Linked DNA regions of Mus musculus: region 1 is linked to region 2. A link is a contact called in public Hi-C data. All regions are on one chromosome and are shown on one strand. The core of a region is the stretch at or near the end of the contact, and the rest is flanking DNA. Distances in the headings are between cores, read along the strand shown. Region 1 overlaps LOC102640985 (a long non-coding RNA gene). Region 2 holds the start of Gask1b (golgi associated kinase 1B).

The links. A called contact is a pair of places that touch in the nucleus more often than the background predicts.
Region 1: a Hi-C map of the C2C12 cell line shows a contact between it and region 2, with 11 times the contacts expected there. The contact joins the enhancer-like site here to the promoter of Gask1b in region 2. A contact is called at or near these places in 19 of 39 promoter capture datasets (the 3T3-L1 cell line, 3T3-L1-derived adipocytes, the C10 cell line and 11 more), 3 of 15 datasets of contacts at CTCF or cohesin (large pre-B cells, pro-B cells and stem cell-derived epiblast-like cells), 50 of 484 Hi-C or Micro-C datasets (B cells, the Ba/F3 cell line, the C2C12 cell line and 27 more), 8 of 115 datasets of contacts at active chromatin or transcription factors (Th17 cells, astrocytes, bone marrow-derived macrophages and 5 more) and 3 of 9 other capture datasets (adipose tissue, embryonic stem cells and liver).

The regions. Positions count from the first base shown.
Region 1 is chr3:81,915,753-81,920,834 of GRCm38.p6, reverse strand. LOC102640985 (a long non-coding RNA gene) reads left to right here. Exons shown (of 3, transcript XR_375741.2): 2 at 2,632-3,719; 3 at 4,191-4,246. Among named protein-coding and RNA genes, the nearest start is that of Ctso, 14 kb to the left of the region's middle. Within about 2 kb of position 2,429, at least 67 of the 459 cell types and tissues checked have an H3K27ac peak or open chromatin away from gene starts, as enhancers often do. A contact at or near this core is called in the C2C12 cell line, Th17 cells, adipose-derived mesenchymal stem cells and 2 more, where this site is marked.
Region 2 is chr3:79,884,651-79,890,069 of GRCm38.p6, reverse strand. Gask1b (golgi associated kinase 1B) reads right to left here and starts at 4,140. Exons shown (of 4, transcript NM_133187.3): 1 at 2,940-4,140. The coding sequence starts at 3,843. Gm36569 (a long non-coding RNA gene) reads left to right here and starts at 3,264. Exons shown (of 3, transcript XR_375740.1): 1 at 3,264-3,974.

The DNA.
Region 1 (5,082 bases), core at 1,180-3,679, 2.0 Mb before region 2:
TACAAGCCGAAGCCTCAATTTGCCTATTGAATCTCATCAGCTTATGTTCTTGGAGCCTGTGCTGTTTGCCATGAGAAAGACACACCTTCAAGAGCATCCTTCAGCCTGGATACTGAGATAAAGACCTGAAATAGCTCATTCTAGTGCAGGAGAGCCTAGGCAAGTGCTGATGCCATCAGATAATCCACAGACTGTTCGTCAACCGAGACATGGAAGGAAAAATGATTGTTTCTCTGGTCCATTAAAATTTAACAGGGGTGTCTGTTACATAGCGTTACGATAACACTGGTAAAGCACTGCTAAAAACATAGCAAATGTATTAAGGAGGAAAAAATAACAGAAAAATACTTGTTTTATATCCATGATGAACACGTAAAGACTTGCCTGTGTCCATATGTAAAATCAAGTAGTTGGAAAGAAGCCATTCTGGCCTGTGAGGTGCTGGTATCATCTCTTCATCCCAGAAAGTATTCCTGAGGTGAAACTGTGAAAAGAGACATGAGTACCTGCCCAGAGAATCTTTCCAGTGAACTTGCGGAAGAGTTTAAGTAAATTGTATGTTGTCTTTACAGTTGCATATGTCGTCGTTGATTCTTCTGATGTGGGAAGCCTGTCATGACTTCCCAGCATTATAAGAGAAAAATTGTCTATTATTTAGCATTCAGTTCTTCTTTATTAGACAGTTTCCATTCCAAACAAGGTGGGGGTGGGGATGGTGGGAACACCCTTTTCACTACAGCGTGTGTGTTGAAGATTAAAGCACTGACTGCTCGTTTGTATGTTTTAAAAATGCTATCAGGGCATTTAAGTGTAGTGAAGGTTTTTGCATTTTCCTCCTCAGTTTTCAGCACTTTGAAGAGAATGTTGTTCCCTTTAACGGTACTGGCAGGCACAGACTCTCAGTGTTTGTGAAGAGCTGAGTATTCCGTAATTGTTGCTAATTGCCTCTGCTCTACACTTCACATTGCTACTATAGAGCTGACAAAAGACTCTTTGTTGCAATGAATTCCATCTTTGTTTTCAGATACTAACCAATCTTTTGGAAGGAATGAACATTGATGTTAAAGGCAAGCAGCAAATCCATATCACACTTTGAAGCAAAGTTCTAGCTGATACATGCATCACCACACACAACCCTGAGATCTGAATTAAAGGCAAAATTATTTTTCTCCTCCAAATATTCAGAAATTTCAACTATGAGACATTTTCATGTGATTAACCATATATATATGTATATATATATATGTATAATATGTGTATATATATATATGTATATATATATGTATAATATGTGTATATATATATATGTATATATATGTATAATATGTGTATATATATATATGTGTGTGTGTATATTTTTTTCACTCATGATCATATTAACAACTCTTATTTCTATTACATTGCATAACCATCAGAAACAAAATTGTTAGTACAGTTACAAATAAATCAGTTAAATAAACATAAGCATATTTTCAAAGATAATTGAGATAGACATCCTTTTACATTCTATACTCAGAAGTATTGGTTTTGAGACTATGAAGCTACAGCATGTTCTATTCAGTATCTCCAGCCTTAGAGGTCAATAGCAGCAGATGTTTAATGGATAACTTCTATGATGAATGAGATATAATTGTTGAATAGGATCATCTTTTCCTCTGAAGTGATATTTCCTAATGTTAAAGATAATTGTATACTCAAGTGTCAGGTTAGAGACCCCACACTTACAGGATCTAAATGAAATTAATGTATGATTTCCCACAAAGAACAAGCAGCACAAGCTGTGGAGATATTAATTTGCCATAATGAACTGAGTTACTGCTTGTTACCATTTGTAATCTTTGATCAGCAAGACTCCATAGCATACACCAAGAAAATAGTAAAAAAATAAAAATAAAAATAAAAAAAAATAAAATAAAATCAACAGATTTATAGAGATTTGCAATTTTTTCTACTTTTCTGTCTTTAATGGGTTCAATCATAATGCAACAAGATTTTGTTTGTATTAAATTGAAGCAATAAGTAATGCTAATCTATCAAAGTAACTAACAAAAAATGTCTCTTTTCTTCTGACAGCGACTTTGGAGGTATTGAACGCTGGGATAGCTCATGGAAAGAGATGGTGGCTCAGATTCTTAGTTCACTGGTGATTAAACATTCCCAAAAGAGACTGACAGATACAGAGAAAGCACATTTAAACCATTTATGGAGAACAGAGAGGCCTTATCATTTAGAGGGCCAAAAGAGAGACCGTGTAACACAGCTCTTCGTGGTATTTCATGTCTACAAAAAAAATCCCCGTGCTTTCTAGATTCTGTGTGGAGGGCCTGCTTGTCTGCTGTGGCTCTTCACGGTAGAGATGAGGTCAACTTGTCTCAGAGGCGATTGAGGTTAGAGGATATGATGGAGAATATGAAGTCGCTAGCTGCCTACATGCCAGGGAAGGGCTTAGTCATCAGGGAGAGGCAGCTGATCCCAGGCGACAGAAGCACTGTTACATGTCTCACAGCCAGCTGCAATTCAGCCAAGAGACAGAGCTTGGGGATTAATAGGACCCAAGAACTATCAGCTAAGATGGACTGGACCTCAGGCAGCCTGAATGAACTTGACACGCTTTATATGATTCTTCCCCAGCTTCCCATGGGTGGCCTTGAACTCACGACAAGCACTGTTCATCAAGCATCAGAAAGAAGAGATGACAGCAGGAAGAGTAGAACACACTTCCTTAATCCTTCAAAAGTGAGCTTTTGAAGAAAGCCAGCTCCATGGTTGACGTTCCTTCCGATATGACATGTACCGTGGAAGGAAAATAAAACCACATACAGACAAATATCTGTACCTTTGACATTTATTCAACTCTAAAGTTTAAGGGGATTTTTCTTCTCATTCTATGTACTACAATGGTATAATCAAACATGGGTGAGGATTTTTCCCTTACTGTGTGTATTGTAGGTGTCTGTATCTGAGAACTAACAATAGCTTCCAGCCACATATTAAAAAAACACCATGAATCATTGTGGCCAGACATCCTCAGAACCAGACCAGGAAAATAACAGTCCTGTGCCTGGGGCCTGTCTGAGGAGGGGAGGAAGGAGTTCTTAGTCTTCAGGGAGGGCATCCCTGAGTCATACCAACCCCAACAGAGATTGCAGCATTAAGGTCTTTGCTAAACAGCAGCCAGGGTAAATATGGAGAGTATAAACCTTGGAAAGGATGGAGAGTCAATAGGGAAACCTAGCATTCTGAGCCACACTGGAATTCCCATTCACCAACACAGCTGCTTGCCTGCCTGCCTGCCGCCGGCTTTCTACACAAGGCAGATGCAGGCCATAGAAGATGAGGAACTGACAAGCAATCCTGGTCATGTGGGTGTAGCAAGAGTGAATACCTTTTCCTAGCACAGTGGAACTCTCCAAAGGTAGCTTTAAGGTGCCCTGCCACGGAACCCCAGGGCATGGTCTCAGGTGAACTATTAAGGGCTAGAGTTGTGGGAGACTGGAGGGTTCAGATGGCGCCATTCCCTGCTATCACTGCAGAGAATTGTGAGGGGAATCTATAGAGCATCTCCTACCTGTGTTCATGCCAGTGACAGCACCGATGTCATTTCACAGCAGGTCTGCCTCGGATAGGGGCATATCAGTGTCTCCCATGGTACAGCAGTGGATTTCTGTTGCCCAAGGACCCCTGGCCCTGTTCCCTGCCTGTCTGCTGGTTATTGTCAGGTAAGAGCATGAGGTTTAAGTGTGTGGAAGGGACAGTGACAGAGATACCTAGGTCTTTCATTACATCATCTCATATGCATATTATGCACAGGCAGGAAGGACAGACTGAATTAGGTCTGAGGCTGCAATTTTATCTCGCACAGGATTGCATTTAAATAACAATAAATATTCATACCTTATGAAAATCCTGCAAGATGACATTCAGTGGTTGGAGGAGAGCATGCAAATGAGTGTGTCTGGAAAATGTGGCTGAAAAATGTAAATTCATTTTATTTTCATAGTAGCAACAAACTACTTATAGTGACTAGTATGGAACTTGATGAAAGCAATATAAGATAATTGCTAAGGAAGGCATAAAGAAACCTTGCTTTTACTAGTAGGTACATATTAGTACATAATTTGTCTCTGCTCTAGATCTAGTCACCATGAATCCTTTTAATAAATAGGACATTCTTCTCTTTATTTACACAGCATGCCATACCGAACGGATGTGAAATAACTTACCCAGAGATGAACAGCTAATAAGTGATGGATGTGGGAAAAACTTAGGTAAATAGCATGTCCAAGCCAGCCCTTATTCTACTGGGACTCCACTGCCACCAATGGAGGTGGCCAGTCAGATAGGCTTCACACTGAGTGTCTGCTTTGTTTATTGTAGCTAAAGGGATATGAAGGCATCCATTCAGCATGGGGATGCTAAACAGACATGTCAAATGTCTATGATCATTCCTTGTCAGTTAGCATCCTGATCCTTTACTTTAAAACTTAGAGAGCTGGTGCAGCCCTGGCTTCCCCGTGGCTCTCCTTTGTTTGTATGATGTGCTTTGGTGCCATGGAGACTGTGTCTGCCGACTGATGTTAGCACGCCATTACAAACATTGCCTGTTCTTGCTTTGCTTTGCCCAAGATGAAGAGTTGTGCTAGGCTTGTGTGGCACCCTGCCATCTGGACCCACTCAGGCTTCCTTTCTTGACACATGTTCACCAAGTGACTCACTTCCTCTTGGTGAGCTTCTGTACAGACTTTCCAGTGGCTCTGTCCATTTCCATTTGGAAGAGTAAATGACAAGAGAAGGAAGAGGGAGAATTCAGGACCAGGCACAGAAAGTGACCTTCGATTTTTTTTTTTTTTAATTTTGTAGATACTGGCAGAACTCTGAAAACAAGCATTAGCTGGGAGCTTTATTAAGATTTTCTCATTTTAGTTTTCCAGGATCTAAAACCGCAGATTACATTATCTGATACATATCTATACTCCTAGCCTCTTAAGCTTTGAAATTGAGGGAGTCTTGAGAATTAAATACTTGGTCTGGACTCAGTATTTGGTTGAATATTCCTGGTCTATTTATGATTTCTGTGGGTCT
Region 2 (5,419 bases), core at 2,891-5,390:
CACCCAGGAGCTGAAGGGTCTGCAACCCTATAGGTGAAACAACAATATGAACTAACCAGTACCCCCCCCCCAGAGCTCGTGTCTCTAGCTGCATATGTAGCAGAAGATGGCCTAGTCAGCCATCACTGGGAAGAGAGGCCCCTTGGTCTTGCAAACTTTATATGCCCCAGTTCAGGGGAATGCCAGGGCCAAGAAGCAGGAGTGAATGAGTAGGGGAGCAGGGCGGGGAGAGGGTATAGGGAACTTTCAGGATAGCATTTTAAATGTAAATAAAGAAAATATCTAATAAAAAAAAGAAAGAAAGAAAACCAGAGAAAATAGAGTCTTTATTCCTTATGGTCTCAAGAATTCATTCTCCTATTATGACTCTAAACAGACGTGTCTTTCATCTCACATTAAGGTGTTTTGTCTTTTTTTTTTTAATGCCAACTGTGTAAGAGTCTTGGATAGTCAGGGAGATAACCCAAATGCTTAACTCTGCACCTCATACAAACTATCTTCCTTGCTCGAGACATAAATGTATTTTCATAAATACAAGTAAAAGTCAAAGAATAGATACAGCCCTTAAGACACACTACATGCATACAAGATGTGCTAACTACCTGCTCTCTCCTCCATATAAAAAGATTTCTAGACCAAACCATACCCCTTAAACAAATCATATTGTTCTGCCTATAGAAAACCCATCATTAAATCATGCTAGCCTGATATCAACATGCCATGCTGATCGTCCTCAGCATAATACATCTACAAGCCTAATTATTTGTGCTGTAACAAGGCTACCAGGAACATTTGTCATTAGCCTCCACAGTAAACTTTTTGTGAAGTCCTTCCAGATGAATCCCAGCCTGGATTTAGGATAAAAATACTAATTTTTATTAGTCCCTAGCATTAGAAACTGGAGGCAGGTACGGATTTGCCGTCAAGCATCAAAGAAACAAGGCAAGAAGGAACCCCTGCATTCATTCAATGTGTTCATTCCATGAGTGTCTACGGTATGCTATACACTCCAGTGGGCTCGAACACAATAAAAAATACAAGAAACATTGCTGCCTCCCAGACACAGAGACAGTGGGAAGGGAGAGATAACACAATAGGATTATATAGAATGAGCTGGATCTCTTTCAGAGCTCAGACACTGCTCACGTAAAACTGAGTTACCAGAATAGGTGGTCCCGACAGGGAAATTCACACCCAACAGAAATCAGGAGAAAAAAAGCAACATAGGAAGGGGAAACCTGAGAATGTTCGTTGCATGCTGGAACTGGCCTGTTCTTGTCACCTACCTCACTGTAACAAAACACCTGTATGAAATGATGCACACGTGAGTCCATACATATGCTCCTGAGGAAGCTGACCTGACTTCATGACTCTAAAACACTGAAGGGAAGAGATATTGAAGCAAGAACAACCACTGAAGCCATCTGATACAAAATCCTACTCTTGAACTCATCACACTGAGCCGCGGCTGTGACTCTATTCATTTATTTCAACCGCCACTTGGATATGGCTGGAGCGAGGACCATGCCAGAGACTTCTTCAAACTGAATTTTAGGGGTTTTGATATTCTAGAAACCCAGGGAACAGAATCAAATGTCCAAGAGGAATTCTGGCACAAAATAGGCACAGTCAAACTAGAAGAGTTCTATTGCTAGTTTGTTCATAAGAGAAAATGACCTTTGAGGGTTGATGGCCCAAAGCAACTCAGGGAACTTGGTACTTGGCTCACTCAGTGGAATAACAGCAATAGCCAGCGCTTATTGAAGGTTTGGTTGGTGCCAAGAACTGCTGTCTATGTGTAAGCTACCAGCAACTTCATGAGGTGGACAGTATTGCCATTGCACAGCTGAAGAGAGATGCTCTAACATTTCAGCCTGGGTGGTTCTACATTGCAACACAAGTCACTGACTGAGTGTACTTCAGATTCCAACCCCGACATGGCATTCTCATTCAGAGAGTATCCTCTGTGTGGCAAGATCATTTCCATAGACCAGCACTGCAAAGCTGTACTTCAGTTAGTGGCCACATGCCCTAGACACAACCTTTGTGTTACAGGAGGACACATGGGGCTCTGTAAATAGTGAAGCTTGAAGAAGTCACATGGCTAGTTAGTCTACACTCTAAATGCACCTATGATTTTTATGCTCTTTATTTATTAAAGAGGCTGAGTCCATTGGTGACAGTCGAGGTAAAAGAGTTAGCTCTCATGTGGTCAGTTCTGTCTGAGCCTCTGACAAAGACTATTTGCTGAGGAAAGATAACCACTTTCCTCTTAATTTTTAGAATATTTAATCTTTATTTTATGCATAGAAGTGTTTGTCTTCATATGTGGATGTGTACCACACTCATGCCTGATGCCAACAGAGGTCAGAAGACAGTGTTGGATACCCATGAATTACAGGCGGTTGTGAAACACCCTGTGTGTGTATGTGTGTGTGTGTCTGTGTCTGTGTGTGTGTGTGTGTGTGATTTGCAAAAGCACTGAGTGCTCTTAACCACTGAGACATCATTTCTATGCCCCACCCCCCAACCCCTTACTCTTTAAACCATCCTAGGAAGGAAGTTTCCATAGAAACCTGTAAGGTTCTATGCAAGGCTGTCAGCAAGCTCTGTACCCTGGCTTCCTGTCATCGTGCAAACTGTCACTAGTTTTAATTAGATTTAACATGCCACGAAAAAGTGCACAGAGAGAAACGGAGAGCAAAGATTGCAGTGTGGGCTTTCCCTCACATGCCCAGCACAGCTGTGCATTAGAACTCTAATATCCCCAGACTGGGAAATAGAAGAATGCCACGCGTATGGAAAAATGACGCTACTGCTGCTGCTGCTGTCCAAATGGGAAACATGGGTGGGGAAAATAATTCAGAGAGAGTGGGGGAAAGGAGAAAACGATCCCAAATCCCCAGCAGCTGCAAATAAGAAGCAAGTGAATCTGTTACCTTGGATGAACTCTAATTTCCTGCTCACAGATGGCAGGGTCCTGTTGAGACCCAGGATCCTGTCCAGGTGGAAGGCGAACACTTCACTCATGTCCAGCGGCTGCTTGAGAAGCCCACAGGGGCTAGGCCCGCAGCCAGGCACAGAGCCTGAGGTGCTCCCTTCCAACACCAGCAAGCGGGTACCACTCTTAGAGATAGGTAGGATGCTAGCCACCTCACTATCAGCCAGGAGGCGCATTCTGCGGATGTCTTCTTTGCTCAGCCATGAGGGGGCGCTCTCGCTATAAATCCTAATGTTGCTCTCTCGGGCCCTAGGCTGCTGCAAGTTTGAACCTCTAGTTCTGACTCCAGGACCACGCAGCACCCTCCAGGGTCGTTCACCAACCTTGGTTAGGTAACCCTGAACATAGCCAGGTACTTCAGCATCTGCTGCCCGTGCAGCTTCCTGCTGTATAAGGGATGGTCTAACCAGCACCTCCTGATCAGGGGCTGCAGATGCCACCGCATACTTCTTCCTGCGCTTGGGTTTCACCGTGCCACGGATATTCGCAGGCTTGCTGCGCTTGGAGCGTAGAGTAATGTACACCACGTTGGGCTGCAAAGTGCTTCCATTGCCCTGCAACTCTGGAGGGGCCAGGGTACCATCCAGGGGAATCTCAGAGAAGGGTACCTTGAAGATGTCGTGACCGTTGGGTGGTCCCCTGTCAGTCGCCTGCCCATGCTGAAAGGAACCTCTGCCCACCTGGCTCACCAGAAAGCCCAGGTAGATGGCACAGGCAGTGCCCAGCAGGAGGTTCCGTCTGGTCCTGGGACGCCGACTACTCCAAAGTTTACACACTCGTGGGGCGCACAGAGAGCAGACAAACCAGTTTACGAGCTGCCCCGGCTTGTCTGGACAGGTCATTTCTCTGCCGCTTCCACATGCTGAACTGAGTTTAAAGTCTGCAGCTGGCTCCGGGTGACATGATTCATGGCTTCCTGAATCCAGCCGTCCAGTCCGCTTCGCTATCTAAGTGGTCTCCAACAGGCAGAGAGGTAAAAGAGAAGGGTCGCTGCTGCGGGTTCTGGGAACGCTTTGTGAACTGGCCACCGCAAGCCTTTTAAACTCCTATCAGCCTTTCCCAGGAGAAAGGAGGGCTGACTCTGGGAATGAATGGAAACAAGAGTTGACTGAATCACTAACTCAACCCATTTCAGTTCCTCTACAAGAGGAAAGAGGCGAGTAACCCTTTCCTTCCACAAATTCTACCAAGTTTGGTGTAAAGTTTAAAATGCGGAAGCAAGATAGGTGTGTGAGTCTGATTTTACTTTAAAGTAATGAAGACAAGCTGCAAAGAGCGTTTGCTAGCTCACAGTTAAAGCCACTACATCTGAGAAGCAAAACTCTTAAAAGTCATCAACCAGGATCCCCTGCAGACCCCCTTTTTGTGATTCAGAAATAAGAAAAGAAATAAATACTTTTTAAGATTTTTATAGACACCCTAACTTTTGTAAGATATATATTACAAAAATATCAAGTAGTGAGTTCATATTTAAACATATTCTCTTAACTAATGTTCCACATTGTTTTCACAATATATTCCATATCTAAAATTGTTATTTAACTACCCCTTGATGTTTATATAGCTTGAAAAGGGTGAGTTCTCTCTCTCTCTCTCTCTCTCTCTCTCTCTCTCTCTCTCTCTCTCACACACACACACACACACACACACACACACACACACAACTTTTTATTCCTTTTCTTTCCACTAAAGAGAGCAAAAATGAAAGAAAAGAATATCTAGGTTTTTTGGTGGGTTTTTTTTTGTTGTTTTTTTTTTTGTTGTTGTTTTTTTTGCCTTTTTCTTCACATTTTTAAATAGAGGGAAAAAGTTGTTTAAGAAGAAAAACAAAACTTTACTTACACAGCTGGCCCCACGCTTAGCTCCAGGAAGAATGGAATTCCTGACTCTAATGCACAGAACTTTGAAAGGCTGAGGCACGTAAGGAGAACATATTTCATGGCCAAGGGTGTTCCACCTTTCAAACATCTCGGCTCAGCCTTAAAAGCTGCCGCCTTCTAACAGCGGAGCAAAATGATTTGTAAACTGGCTGCTGCGCCGTTTTCAGACACGTGAGGTTCTTTTTAAAGATGACTAAAAAAATAAAAAATAAAATTTAATTTTGAATTTCTCCAAACACAGCTCAGACCCAGTTTTCATTCAAACAACTTTCTGCTCCTTTCAGCCCCTGGGAGCCCCCTAGTGTCTCATTTGCTAAGCGACACAGAAATGGCAGCCTTGGGAAGCTGAAGTGATCTGAAGTGTTTTGCTGGAGTTGGCGGAGACCCTGTTGCCAAATAAATACCTTAGAAAAATGAGGAGTGCCCACTGACCCCTGCCTGACCCCACGGAGTTGGGAAGGGGAAACTGGACGCCAGAGTCCAGGGCCTGCAACTTACCTTACATCTGGGCTGTTTGCAGACTAACTCTTGTCTCCCA